Linked DNA regions of Ovis canadensis: region 2 is linked to region 1. The links are chromatin contacts, called in public Hi-C maps. All regions are on one chromosome and are shown on one strand. Each heading gives the region's core, a stretch centred on a gene start, on an enhancer-like site or on the middle of the called end of the contact. The rest is flanking DNA. Distances are from core to core; before and after follow the strand shown.

The links. Hi-C and Micro-C count contacts between places; a contact is called where the count stands out from the background.
Region 2: a Hi-C map of lung shows a contact between it and region 1, with 4 times the contacts expected there. The contact joins the promoter of ARRB2 here to the enhancer-like site in region 1. A contact is called at or near these places in 2 of 2 Hi-C or Micro-C datasets (fibroblasts and lung).

The regions. Positions count from the first base shown.
Region 1 is chr11:35,051,402-35,057,758 of ARS-UI_OviCan_v2, reverse strand. It overlaps MINK1 (misshapen like kinase 1), which reads left to right. Exons shown (of 31, transcript XM_069603258.1): 2 at 1,454-1,519; 3 at 3,176-3,232; 4 at 3,325-3,450; 5 at 5,113-5,223; 6 at 5,595-5,685; 7 at 6,073-6,203. Among named protein-coding and RNA genes, the nearest start is that of C11H17orf107, 16 kb to the right of the region's middle. Within about 2 kb of position 3,603, the one cell type or tissue checked has open chromatin away from gene starts, as enhancers often do. A contact at or near this core is called in fibroblasts, where this site is marked.
Region 2 is chr11:35,189,799-35,196,155 of ARS-UI_OviCan_v2, reverse strand. It overlaps ARRB2 (arrestin beta 2), which reads left to right and starts at 3,088. Exons shown (of 15, transcript XM_069603281.1): 1 at 3,088-3,442. The coding sequence starts at 3,420. The region is part of intron 1 of PELP1 (proline, glutamate and leucine rich protein 1); the gene reads right to left. It overlaps LOC138447423 (a long non-coding RNA gene), which reads right to left. Exons shown (of 2, transcript XR_011259831.1): 2 at 5,307-5,428.

The DNA.
Region 1 (6,357 bases), core at 2,354-4,853:
TCTCCCTTTCCTGTGGGGCCTGCTGATTTTTAGACCTATTCAAGGGTTTTGTTTTGTTTAGTAACTTAAGTTGGAGCTAAGTAATTGAACATAGAACCAGGGAATTATTGGTTTGGCTAGCCCAGGCCCTTTCAGAGCAGGTGGAAGGACTCTCTCTGTAGCTTCTGTCAAGGCTCCCGCAAACCTGGCCATTTCTGGAATGTTCTTTCAGGCTGCTGCTTGCAAAGCCCTGGGCTAGGTGCTGGACAGGCAAGTAAGCAGGGAGGATTCAGTCCCTTCCTTCCAGGATTTACAGACAAGTCGGTGCATAGTCACGGCGTGTGGAGGCACGGGCTCTGACGAGGATGTCCGGGAACCAGGCTACATTTCCGGTCCTCCCAGGACGTTCCTGAGGCGGGGGTCTCCCTGGTCTTCAGCCCATCCAGGTTACCTTCCACGTCCCCTTGCTGCAGTGGGTGAAGGAAGAGGTGTTCTTTTGGTTTGTTTGGTTTGGGGAGTTTCTTTGGTTGTTTTTACAGAAATCCTATCTTGGTTTTCAAAATCAGAGAGAAAGTTTTATATGATATACTTTGAGGATTGTCGGCAACAAGGCTCAAGTGTCGGCTGGGGAGTTTGTTTCCTGAGTGGCACGTGCCTCACCTCCATCCTGCAGGTGGGGGAGAGCCTGCCTGTGGCCTCAGGCGCCCCTGGCAGGCCTTGGCCTGCAACTCCACCTCCCAATCCCTCTCTCTCAGAAAGGAGTCCTGCCCAGAGGGTGCCGGTGGCCTCCCTGCAGCTGTGCTGCTCAGCACAGCAGGCCATGAGCCTCTTCGGAGGCGTTTGTCCGAGCCCTGCAGGCCCTCGCCCCTCCTCTCCTGGTACCACTTGGCTCCAAACAAGGGGAACTGAAGTTCTCCCTTCACACCGCCTCTCCCTGCTCTCCATCCCCCCATCCCCTCTGGATCCCTGTACCCCACCAAATGCTGGGAGCCCTGGGCTCAGGACTGGGAAAGGGGAGAAGGCTGGCTCGTGTGCTCTGGCTCCTCCTAACTTTCTTCATCCCTGCTTTTACTTTCACTGCGCACACGCCTGTGCCAGGCACTGACTTAATAAGCATTTTGTGGGTGTTGCCCCATTTGAAGTTGCCACCAGCCCAGAGGTGGGTACTCAGGTGTCCCCTCGTGCGGATGAGGCCACAGGCTTTCAGAGATCGTCACTGAGTCTGAAAGCAGCAGCCTGTCCAAATAGCCAGCGGGGCTCTGCCCCCTGTTTTCTCTCCCCTTCTTCCGGCTTTCCCCTCCCCAAACATAAACTCTGACCCAGTCTCGGAAAAGGGCAGGTCTCCATCAGCCCCCCAGCAGCCCCATCAACACAGTCATTCTCAACTCCTGTCGAACAGCTTTCCCCGCCTCTAGCTCGGGTTCCTGTTCTGAAGTGCTGATACCTCATTCTCTCTCTCCCCCTGCCCCCTCAGGACCCTGCAGGCATCTTCGAGCTGGTAGAGGTGGTTGGCAATGGCACCTACGGACAGGTGTACAAGGTGAGGCTCTGGGTGTGGTGGGAGGGGCCCTCTCCTATGGGCCTCTGTGGAGTGGGCTGTGGTCTGGAGATTTGACAGGGCCTGGAGGGATTACAGGGGCCGGGGGCCCTGGGAAAGGAGGGGGCCCAGGGAGGGAGAGGAAAGGGATAAAGTCAGGAGGAAAGGAAGCAGCGAGAGGCGGGTGTTTTTGCTGGCCTCTACCTCTGAGCTTAGAGCCAGCCCTGGGTGTGGCAAGAACAGTCTGGAGCTGGGTGGGGTGAGGAACAGGGACACGCGGGGCAATGGGAAGGGCATGGGGACATGTGTAACTGAGCTCAGAAGTACAGGTGTGGCTTCTCCTGAGTCCACAGGAGACCCAGGGGTCGGGGGCGGTGGGACCTAGAGGGGCACCCTCAGTAGAGGGGACCCACTTTCTTGAGCCCCCCTGACCGGCCTGCAGCAGGACTGGGACCAGGGCGCAGGCCTTCTGCTTTTGAGGCTGCCTCTCTCCTCCGCCTCCACAGCAGTGGCGTTTCCTCAACCACAGACTGTGGCTTTTGGCCTGGCCAGTCTGGCCCTTCACGTGGTCTACCCGCCGGTCACACTTCACGGGGGAGGCAGCCCCATCAGAGAGGTGGTACTCAAGGTGGATGCTGCCCCCAAGTGTGCGCCTGGCTGCTTCGGCTCTAGATATGGCACTCAGCCTCTTCACGAGTCTCCTGTGTCTCAGGGGCCAGGGTTTCCTGGGTCACTGGGGCTACCCACCTGTCTCTTACCCTTCTTCTCTGTAAGCTTTGGAAAGCAGGTGCACCCCCCCACCCCAGTCACCCCATCTCTTGCCTAGTTGTTGCCATGGAAATAGCAGCTCTGTGTTCTACTGCTTCTCTGGGCTTGGGGGTCGTGAAAAACTGCTGGGGATAAAAATAATCCCTGGGCTGGCAGTCCCCCCCCAACACACACCTTTCTCCTCCCCAGGAAGCCTTAGACTTTCCTACTGGAGCCTGAGATGACTCCTGCTAGGAATTTTGGAAGGATAAGGGAGGCAGAAGGGGAATGGCAGGGACACACTCTAGAAGAAGTTTCTTCCCATTAGCACTGGTGGTGGGGTTTCCACATAGCAGTCAGCCCTCCCATGTTTCTCTAAGTTTCCTAAAATCTCAGCCCTGTCTACTCTCTCCTGTTAACAGTAATAAAAAGCCCTGTGTATGTGTCTGGGGGTGGGGGTGATTCTGGGAAAGACCTCCTGTCCAGAGAGGTGAATCAGGAGAGGACTCAGGCAGTCTGTCTTGCATAGAAGATGCTGGAGAGCCAAAGCCCTCCTCCCCCAGCCACTTCTCCCAGCTCCATGCTGCTCCATCTGAGGATGGAGAGGGAGCCCTCACTCGCTGCTCTAACTTTCAGACAAGGCTGTCTAAGGCAGAGAGGCTGGGACAAAGCACAAGTGTCTCTCCCTCATCCCTCTTGAGTGTTTCAGGAGAGGAGACCCTTCATCTTTATCCAGCTTAGCACTTGGAATCCAGGCGCGGTGATTTTCCTATAACCGACTCATAAACTGAGGTGTCTAGCCAGGGGCATTTTCTAAGAAAGAAAGCAGCCAAAAATTGTGGCCTCTCCCAGAATTAAGCCCCTCCCGAGTGCAGACTTGACCACCCCCATGCCTGGCTCTTTGTTCTACAGGGTCGGCATGTCAAGACTGGGCAGCTGGCTGCCATCAAAGTCATGGACGTCACGGAGGTAAGGCGCGTATAGGGCAGGGGAGGGTCGGGGTGTTGAGAGGGGGGCTTGCGGGGGTGACTCTCAGGGTTCACCTCTCCCTATTCACGTAGGATGAGGAGGAAGAGATCAAACAGGAGATCAACATGTTGAAAAAATACTCTCACCACCGCAACATCGCCACCTACTACGGGGCCTTCATCAAGAAGAGCCCCCCAGGGAACGACGACCAGCTCTGGGTGAGGAGCGCCCCTGGCCTGCCCCAGTTAATGCATCTGTTCTCCTGCCTCTGAGCACAGCTCCTGGGAAAGCAGCACATCTAATATGTGTGGGTTTTGGCTAGACTCGGGCCCCTCCCAGCAGCGCACAAGCCTCTCTGGGCGATTACTCTCCAATTACTCGGCCACAGCTCGCTTAGCTCTTTAGGGCCTCCCCCAAATTCCCTCCAGGCTCGGAACATTCCTAAGAGTCATCGCCTTTCCCTGCCTGGGCGCTGTTGCCCGCTAATTCCCCAGCCTCACCCTTTCTTGGGCTCAGCCCAGCCCAGAGGAGAGGGCAGCAGGGAACACAGCCATGGCTGGGGAACTGGCCCCCAGATCAGGTCCCCCTCCCAGCAGTTGCTAGACAAGTGCTTACTGAGCGTCCTATGTGTACCCTGCACAGATAATCATGAGTTGTGGTCCCTGCCTCCAAGGCACTTAGTCTTTTTTGGGTGGGGAGAGACACACGTAGAGAAAGGCAACCAGCTGTGTGTAGTGGGAGATTATTAAGGGCTAGAAGCTGAGCGCTAGTGACCCAGCGCCCCCTTGTGGACCCCATCCTCCCCTCCAGCTATGGGAGGGGCACCCCAGATGCGCAAATTATCTCTTTGGCGCATGCAAATATAGGTACCTCAGGCTGCCTTTTTTTGGCATTGGATGCAGCTTGTAGGAAACATACAGTGAAAACATTTGGACAGGCGTACTGCTCCCCCGGGGATTTGTTTGGCCTCTGCTTTGGGTCCCTGGAGGTGGGAAGCATACAGTGAAAACATTTGGACGGGCATACTGGTCCCTCAGGATTTGTTTGGCCTCTGCTCTGAGTCCCTAGAGGTGCCGGCCAGCCGGAGTTCTTCTCATCTTCCGGCCTCTGCCTGGCCTGTTTACAGACTGTGCTGAAGCCTCAGATTCCCTTCTGCAGCTCTCTGGTAGCCCCTGGGCTCTGTCTTGTCTCTCTAGCAGACCTTGGGACTTGCTGACTCTTGAGTCCCTTTTTTGTCTCTCTCAAGGGTTGGCCAGGCTTTCCTTTGAAGGGCCAGACAGTAAATATTTGGGGCTCTGTGGGTCATAAGCTTCTAACAACTACTCAGCTCAGCCATAGATAATGCAGAGATGAAAACAGGAATGTCCCTTGACTCCAAAGAGCTTTATTTAAGACGCTAAGATGTCAGTTTCATGTGATTCTTCTTTGATTTTTATTTCAGCCATTTAAAAATATAAAAATGCTCAGCCTCTTGGCCGTAGATTGCCGGGCCCCTGCTCTGGAGCGCTGGTTCTCTGCTCGCTGTTGGGCTTTGTGGGTCCCAGTGAGGATCTGCTGGTAGCTTTAGCCCCTTCCCCAGGAAAAGTGCACAAACCTGTGTCATTCTCTCTGCAAGTTCAGGGATTCCCTGGGGTCCTCTTCTGGCCCAGACCATCACCTCCCTCAGCCCACCTGCCCTGTGTCTCCCAGCTGTGTCTCCTTCCCCTTTCTCTTCTAATCTTACCAAGTTCTGTGGCTTTCACTAGGGGCCTCATGGCCCCTGCTCTCCAGCTCATACCAATTCTGACCCAAGGACTCCAGTCCTCCCCCAGGGGCCTGGCACGGGAAGGAGGCCTTGCCTGACAGATACTTTTCCCTCCGGTGCCTCCCTGGGACCATAGCTGGTGATGGAGTTCTGTGGTGCTGGTTCTGTAACGGACTTGGTGAAGAACACAAAAGGGAATGCCCTGAAGGAGGACTGTATAGCCTACATCTGCAGGGAGATTCTCCGGGTGAGCGCCAGGTCCCTCCCTGCCTCCTCCTCCCATCTCCCTGGAAGCGGGCCTTCCCTGCACTCACAGGGAAGGAGCTGGAACTGTGTCCCCTTGAAGGAACAGATGGCCTGATGCGAGTGCGTGTGGAGAACCCTCAGAGGGACCCCGTGCCTCTGTTTCCCAGCCCTGCCCTTTCTTGAGGCCGTGCAGCTGGATCCTCCAGTCTGAGGACACTCCCCTCAAAGCTGAGCCTTTACCTGGGCTCCTGGCTCCCAGGTGGAGAGGGACAGCTCCCCCAGCCCAGCCCAGCCAGGTGCCTCCCCAGCCCCTCGACTCACATCCTTGTCCTCTAACACCAAGAATACTTCCCCCCACCCCTCCTGCCCCAGGGTCTGGCCCATCTCCACGCCCACAAGGTGATCCACCGAGACATCAAGGGGCAGAACGTGCTGCTGACAGAGAATGCCGAGGTCAAGCTAGGTACGCTGACGCCTTCTGACCTCTAGCACGGAGTTGGGGACCCGTTTGTTCATTCCCTCTAGTCGCTCAAGTCCACCTGTCTACGGGCTGGGGGATTTGCTCCCTGCCTTCTGCTGAAAACCACTGGAGAAGCTTTTTGTGTGCTCCCTGGTGTGTCCGGGTGCTGTGCCAGCCCCTCTGGGGAGATGTTTGGCCCCTTCTGCCTGGAATGCTGTCCCTTGGTCCTTTCACCCTGGTTTCTCCCCCAGACACAGGAAGACTAGGTCAGGGTCTTTGGGATGGATGCTGATGGGGTGAAGAGGTGGCCGGGTGGGGCTAGCACAGAACAGCCCAGTGGGGGCCACAGGTACAGCATTCCGTCATGGCCTTTTGCCTCTGCCCTCCCAGTGGATTTCGGGGTGAGCGCACAGCTGGACCGCACCGTGGGCAGGCGGAACACGTTCATCGGGACCCCCTACTGGATGGCCCCCGAGGTCATCGCCTGTGATGAGAACCCTGATGCCACCTACGATTACAGGGTACGGGCAGGGAGGCAGCCAAGGGTAGGAAGTGAGATGGAAATATTGGGAGCTTGAGCAGGTCGGGGAATGAAATGAAGGCCCAGGGTTGTGGTAGCAGTGAGAAGCTAGGGAAGGGTTTGTGGCCAGGAAAGTACGGATGGGGAGGGTGGGG
Region 2 (6,357 bases), core at 1,839-4,338, 140 kb before region 1:
AGATGTTCAAGCTGGATTTAGAAAAGGCGGAGGAACCAGAGATCAAATTGCCAACAACCGTTGGATCATCGAAAAAGCAAGAGTTCCAGAAAAACATCTATTTCTGCTTTCTTGACTATGCCAAAGCCAAAGTTTATTGTGGATCTCAATAAACTGTGGAAAATTCTTCAAGAGATGGGAATACCAGACCACGTGACCTGCCTCTTGAGAAATCTGTATGCAGATCAGGAAGCAACAGTTAGAACTGCACATGGAACAACAGACTGGTTCCAAATAGGAAAAGGAGTACGTCAAGGCTGTATACTGTCACCCTGCTTATTTGTTTAACTTCTATGGAGAGTACATCATGAGAAACGCTGGGCTGGAGGAAGCACAAGCTGGAATCAAGATTGCCAGGAGAAATATCAATAACCTCAGATACGCAGATGACACCACCCTTATGGCAGACAGTGAAGAGGAACTAAAGAACCTCTTGATGAAAGTGAAAGAGAAGAGTGAAAAAGTTGGCTTAAAGCTCAACATTCAGAAAACGAAGATCATGGCATCCGGTCCCATCACTTCATGGCAAATAGATGGAGAAGCAGTGGAAACAGTAGCAGACTTTATTTTGGGGGGCTCCAAAATCACTGAAGATGGTGACTGAAGCCATAAAATTAAAATATGCTTACTCCTTGGGAGAAAAGTTATGACCAACTTAGACAGCATATTAAAAAACAGAGACATTACTTTGCCGACTAAGGTCCGTCTAGTCAAGGCTATGGTTTTTCCTGTGGTCATGTATGGATGTGAGAGTTGGACTATAAAGAAAGCTGAGTGCCAAAGAATTGATGCTTTTGAACTGTGGTGTTGGAGAAGACTCTTGAGAGTCCCTTGGACTGCAAGGAGATCCAATCAGTCCATCCTAAAGGAAATCAGTCCTGAATATTCACTGGAAGGACTGATGTTGAAGCTGAGACTCCAATACTTTGGCCACCTAATGTGAAGAGCTGATTCATTTGAAAAGACCCTGATGCTGGGAAAGACTGAAGGCAGGAGGAGAAAGGGATGACAGAGTATGAGATAGTTGGATGGCATCACTGACTCAATGGACATGAGTTTGAGTAAACTCTGGGAGGTGGTGATGGACAGGGAGGCCTGGTGAGCTACAGTCCACCACATCGCAGAGTCGGACATGACTGAGCGACTGAACTGAACTGAAAGTTGTCTTTACATTAGTATTTTTTTAATACAGTAGCTGTAATGCCATGCCAGTCACAGCCTTTCAGTTCCAAAATCACCTTAGATATGTAGCAATATAGATCTCATTATCTTCTGGTCATGACCCTTTGACATAAATGATTCCTGAATCCAAAAGAAATGTACCAGCTAAAGCTTGAAAAGGGTGAAGGGTGAGCTTAGAAGGGTAGGAGAACTGGAGGTGGGAGGTGGCAGCTGATAAGGCCTGCTGCTGCTGCTGCTGCTGCTAAGTCGCATCAGTCGTGTCAGACTCTGTGCAACCCCATAGACGGAAGCCCACCAGGCTCCTCTGTCCCTGGGATTCTCCAGGCAAGAACACTGGAGTGGGGTGCCATTGCCTTCTCAGGGTAAGGCCTGCATTTGACCTTAAAGATGATCTCAGAGACTTGTGTACATTACTTTTTGTTGCACAGAAAAGTGGAGAAGAATGAAGTCAGTTCATTTGGGGAAGATGAGGGAATATGGGAAAACAGATGGAAGGAGGAGAATACCTTAGCTTCTTAAGTCCAAAATGTCCATCATTCATCATCCTCCCCCAGTCTGCTCAATTTTGCCCTAGAAATGACTCTTCAGCCTGGTTCCCCTTCTCCCTTCCATTCTATTGTTCATCTTCTCTCCTTGATTAGTTTCAGTCTATGACAGTGTGCCCCACTCCCTTCACCCTCCACACTGCCCAGAATTGTCTTCCTAAAGGAGAAGTCTCATCATGCCACTCCACTCCTTGCCTTAAAGAGCGGATCCACTACTGGATCCACGTGTCCTCCTCCAGGGGAGGCTCCTGGCTCATTTCTTTAGCTGCTGAGCTGCTCCTGCTCAGTCATGTCCGAGTCTTTTACGATCTCATGGACTGTAGCCTGCCAGGCTCCTCTGTCCATGGGATTTTCCAGGCAAGAATACCAGAGTGGGTTGTCATTTCCTACTCCAGGGGATCTTCCCGACACAGGGATCGAACCCACATCTCCTACATTGGTAAGTGGATTCTTTACCACTCCATCACCTGGGAAGCCTCATTCCTTTACCTGCTATACAAAATCCTTCACACCCTGTTCCAGTCATCCTCTTCAGCCTTCTCTCTCCTGCCCTCTACTCCCACAAACACCTCATTATAGGATGTGCCTTGCTTTTCTCTGTCTTTGGAATACCCTTTCTTAACTTCTGCCCACACTTCAGAAAGATTATCCTCAAACGTGCCCTCCTCTGGACAGCCTGCTCTGCCTCCATCCCTCCCCAGCCAAGCTCTGGGAGTCACTTTGTCTTCTGAGTCATACCTCTATTATAGCATTCCTGGAATCATAATATCTCTTCATATGTCTCCTCAACCATACGAGGAAGGCAGGGGTGATGTTAATTCATGTCTGAGTTCCCATTGCCTAGTATAGTGATTAGCACAAAATAGACATGGATAGATGTATGGACGGATGTATGCATGAATGGGTGTTAACTTCGATGAATGGATGGAGAAGAGTAGTAAGAGAATTTAGAAGTAACCCTGCGAAGATCAAAGAGAGACACCAGAGGGAGCTGACACACCACAATAAAGAAGTGGGAGGGAGGGCCAAAGACGGCTACAGGCTCCGGGGTGAGCGGCGCGCAATAGGCGAGCATCTCGCAACTGGAACCGCTCACCACCTGTGCATCCCCTTATCCTCCATCCTAGACTGTGTTCGAGCTCACCCACTGCCCCCACCACCCCCGTAGCCTCCAACGCCACTGAGAAAGCAAACAAAGGGGAGGAAACCCCTGCAGGGCGCTTGATGCAGGGAGCCAATCAGAATGCTTTAATCTCCTGGAAGGCGGGCGCCTCCTTTTGAGGGGGCCCAGTCAGTTCCTAAACGGGTGCGGAGGGGCGGAGAGATGGGCGGGAGTAGCAGGGTGTAGAGACCGCGCGCGGGGAGGGATCCCTCCGCAGGGGTCGGGGTGGAGGGCGGAGGGGGGCGGGCGGAGCCAATCACCGCGCGTGCCTGTAAGGAGAGGGAGGGCAGTGCCGTGGCGCGTGCAATCCGGCTGACGCATCTGGACTCCGTTCTCCAGATCCAAGTTGGGAGGGGGGAAGGAGAGGCGGGGGTAGTGGAGAGAGCGCGGGGGCGCGCGTGCGCAGTGGCGCGGGGAGGAGCAGGGACCTGGCAGCGGGCTAGGAGGCTGTGAGCTATCCGCGAACCGGGCGGGCGGCGGGCGCGCGCACCATGGGGGAGAAACCCGGGACCAGGTAAGAGAGGTGGGGCCATTCGGCGGGACGTGGACGGCGGCACCAGGCGGGTGCCGGGACGGTCCTCAGACAGGAACACCAGGGAGAAAATTCGGGGGCCGGACGCCTGGGTCCCTAGGGGACAGCCATTCGGGGCCGCACGCCTAGGTCCTCGAGGATAATGAGGGGAAGGCATGCCACAGTCCCTGCAGAAAGCGAGGGCTGAAGATCAAGAAACCTGCATCGGGCTTCTCGCAGAGATGTAGGGGGCCGGACGACTGGGTTCTCCGGTGCAGCCTGCGTTGCAGGGGCGGAGGAAGGAGCAGGTGGCCGGCCCGGAGGGGACGGGTGTGGGCAGACTAGATGCCAGGGGCGGGATCCCCCGAAGACTCGTGCCCAGCCACTTGAAAGCCTCCTATCCAGTACCCCACAGGCAGTCAGACTGCCCCCACCGGCCCCAAGGGCCGGGTGGCTCTGCTTCCAAACTTCTGCTTTCCCCCGGGTTGCTAGGAGCAACAGCTTCATTTTGGGGGACCAAAGAGTGCTTGACGACCCTCCCCAATTCTGGGCCTTATCCCTCTTCCCGTGAGTGAGGGGAGGCTGTATCTGCCCAGGGCACGCCATCCACTCCCCGGATGTTTTCTGTGCAATCGAGGCTCCTTCCTTCCACTGACACCCCGAGTTCTCTTTTTTGGTCTCTAGCAAAATCCACTTCCTGTTGTGACCCAACACCTCCGGGGGTGAATGCCTGAGTCTCTGGGGAGCAGGAGCAAAAGAGGGAAAAGATTAGGGCTATTTGCTTCTCTCCAGAGAGGATCAGGAATGGGGGCCTGGTTCTGAGCTGTCACTTGTTCTGCAAAACATTTTACCAGCCTCACAGCTCCCCACCCATAGAATAGGAAATCACAGGTTCCCGAACACCCAGTCGATTGATACTGGAGAGGTGATCAGAAGGAGGACTGGTGTCCTGGATTAGGGGTTAAACACAGCAAAAGGGGAAGTCGCTGACTTGAGGGAGGCCCCAGATTTCCGTTATGTGGTTCAGGGAGGGGGACGGATGGACCACACAGGGACTGCTGACTTGGCACAATTCCTCCCACCTCCATCAAATTCTGGGCCACAGGAAATGGAGAGAATAGCAGGAAGTGTGAAGGGGCATCTGCTTCTGCTGCCCCCTCACCCACTCGGCACCTCTCAGGTCACCCCAAAACTCCGCCTTCTTGGCCAGCCTCACTGTACACATGCTTGCTCCTCCCTAGCAGGCAGGAGGCTGGCTGGGTTAGGATCCAAAGGGCAGGTACCCTGCAGCTGCTTCAGGGCAATTACTCCAGAACCACACTCCAGTTGTCCAACAGACTGTGGCTGTCCCAACCCTCTGCCAAGGACTCCTAATAGGAAGAAACACTGGGACAGAGAGGAAAACCAGAAGCAAAGGGGAGGGAGAGCTGAAGGCTGCCACAGCAGTCAGCCCCCAGGTGGGGACAAGAGATAGGGTGCTTATCCTAGTTCCCACCATACCAGTGTCTGCCCTCCTTTCCTCGATGGGGGTACCTGGGGGCCTCTGTACCCTATGCCTTATGGTCTTTGGATAGCTTGGCCTTCTGGGAAGAAGGGGCATGTGACTTTGTTACAGTGGATGGGCCAGGTGGCAGGATTTCAGTTTCTACTACCTGGGGACCCTTCCTGGGTATCACTGCTGAGGCAGAGTGGATTGGTAGGAGTAAGGTGGGGCAGCAAAGAACAGGCCCACAAGTGGCCAGGGCACAGGGGTTGCCAGACATCTCCCTATCCTCCCAGCAGTGGGTGGAGTCCAGGCTTAGACCATTTCAGCAACCAGAAAGCGGAATCTCCTTCACTCCAACAAACATAATGCCAAGAACAGAGGCAGGATAGTACAATCATTTAGTGATGAAGAGCCAGAGTACCTCTGTACCCGAATTCCACCATTTACACTCTCCGTGACCTCAGGCAAAATACTTGACCTCTCCTGGGCTTCAGTTTCCTCACCTGTAAAATAGGAATATTAGGACCTCCATCACTGGGTTGCTGAGAGCATTAAATGGGCATGAACCATTCACCCATAAATGTTAGGAAGCATCACGGCGTCTGGCTTATGGCTGCAACTATGCTGGGGATGCCTGAATCAGTAAGGCCTCTGTTGCTCACAGTCTAGTGAAATACATGATACACAGCTAACTGCACATTATCACACTACATGTGTGCTAAGTCCAGTTCTTTGTGACCCCATGGACTGCAGCCCACCTGGCTCCTCTGTCCATGGGATTCTCCAGGCAAGAATACTGGAATGGGTTGCCATGCCCTCCTCCAGGGGATCTTCCCGGCCCAGGGATCGAACCCTTGTCTCTTACATCTCCTGCATTGGCAGGCGGGTTCTTGACCACTAGCACCACTTGGGAAGCCCTATCACACTACAGGTAAAGCATAAACAAGGTGTGACAGAAACCCCAAAAAAGGGAGTGACTAGAGTGGGGCTGGATCTACTTTCTAAAGGAGGTGACATCTGAGCTGGGCCTTGAAAGACAAATAACATTTTAAGCTGCTGAGATCAGAGACAGGGACAGTTGGAGGTTAATGGAGAGTAGGGCCACACTTAGAAACCTCCCATAATAGAAACCAATTTAGAGCCACTGCTCTTTCCAGTATTCCAGCTCTTGTGGGAGGTGGAGACCAGAGATGGAAAGAGGGAGAGGTCTTATACAGACAACCTGCAGCCTGCCCATTCAGGTCCCCCTGGAGGAGATCCTCTGGGAAGAGCCTGAGCAGTTCCTCTGGCAACCGGAGGCCATTACCAGGGGAGGAGGGAAACTACTGAGGGTGGAGCAAGGGGGCTGCCATGCTGGTAGTATTAAGGACTTGTGGTTACCTGTCCTTCTGGGGAGAAGTGGGACAGGGTAGGGCTGGGTAAAGCCCCAAAG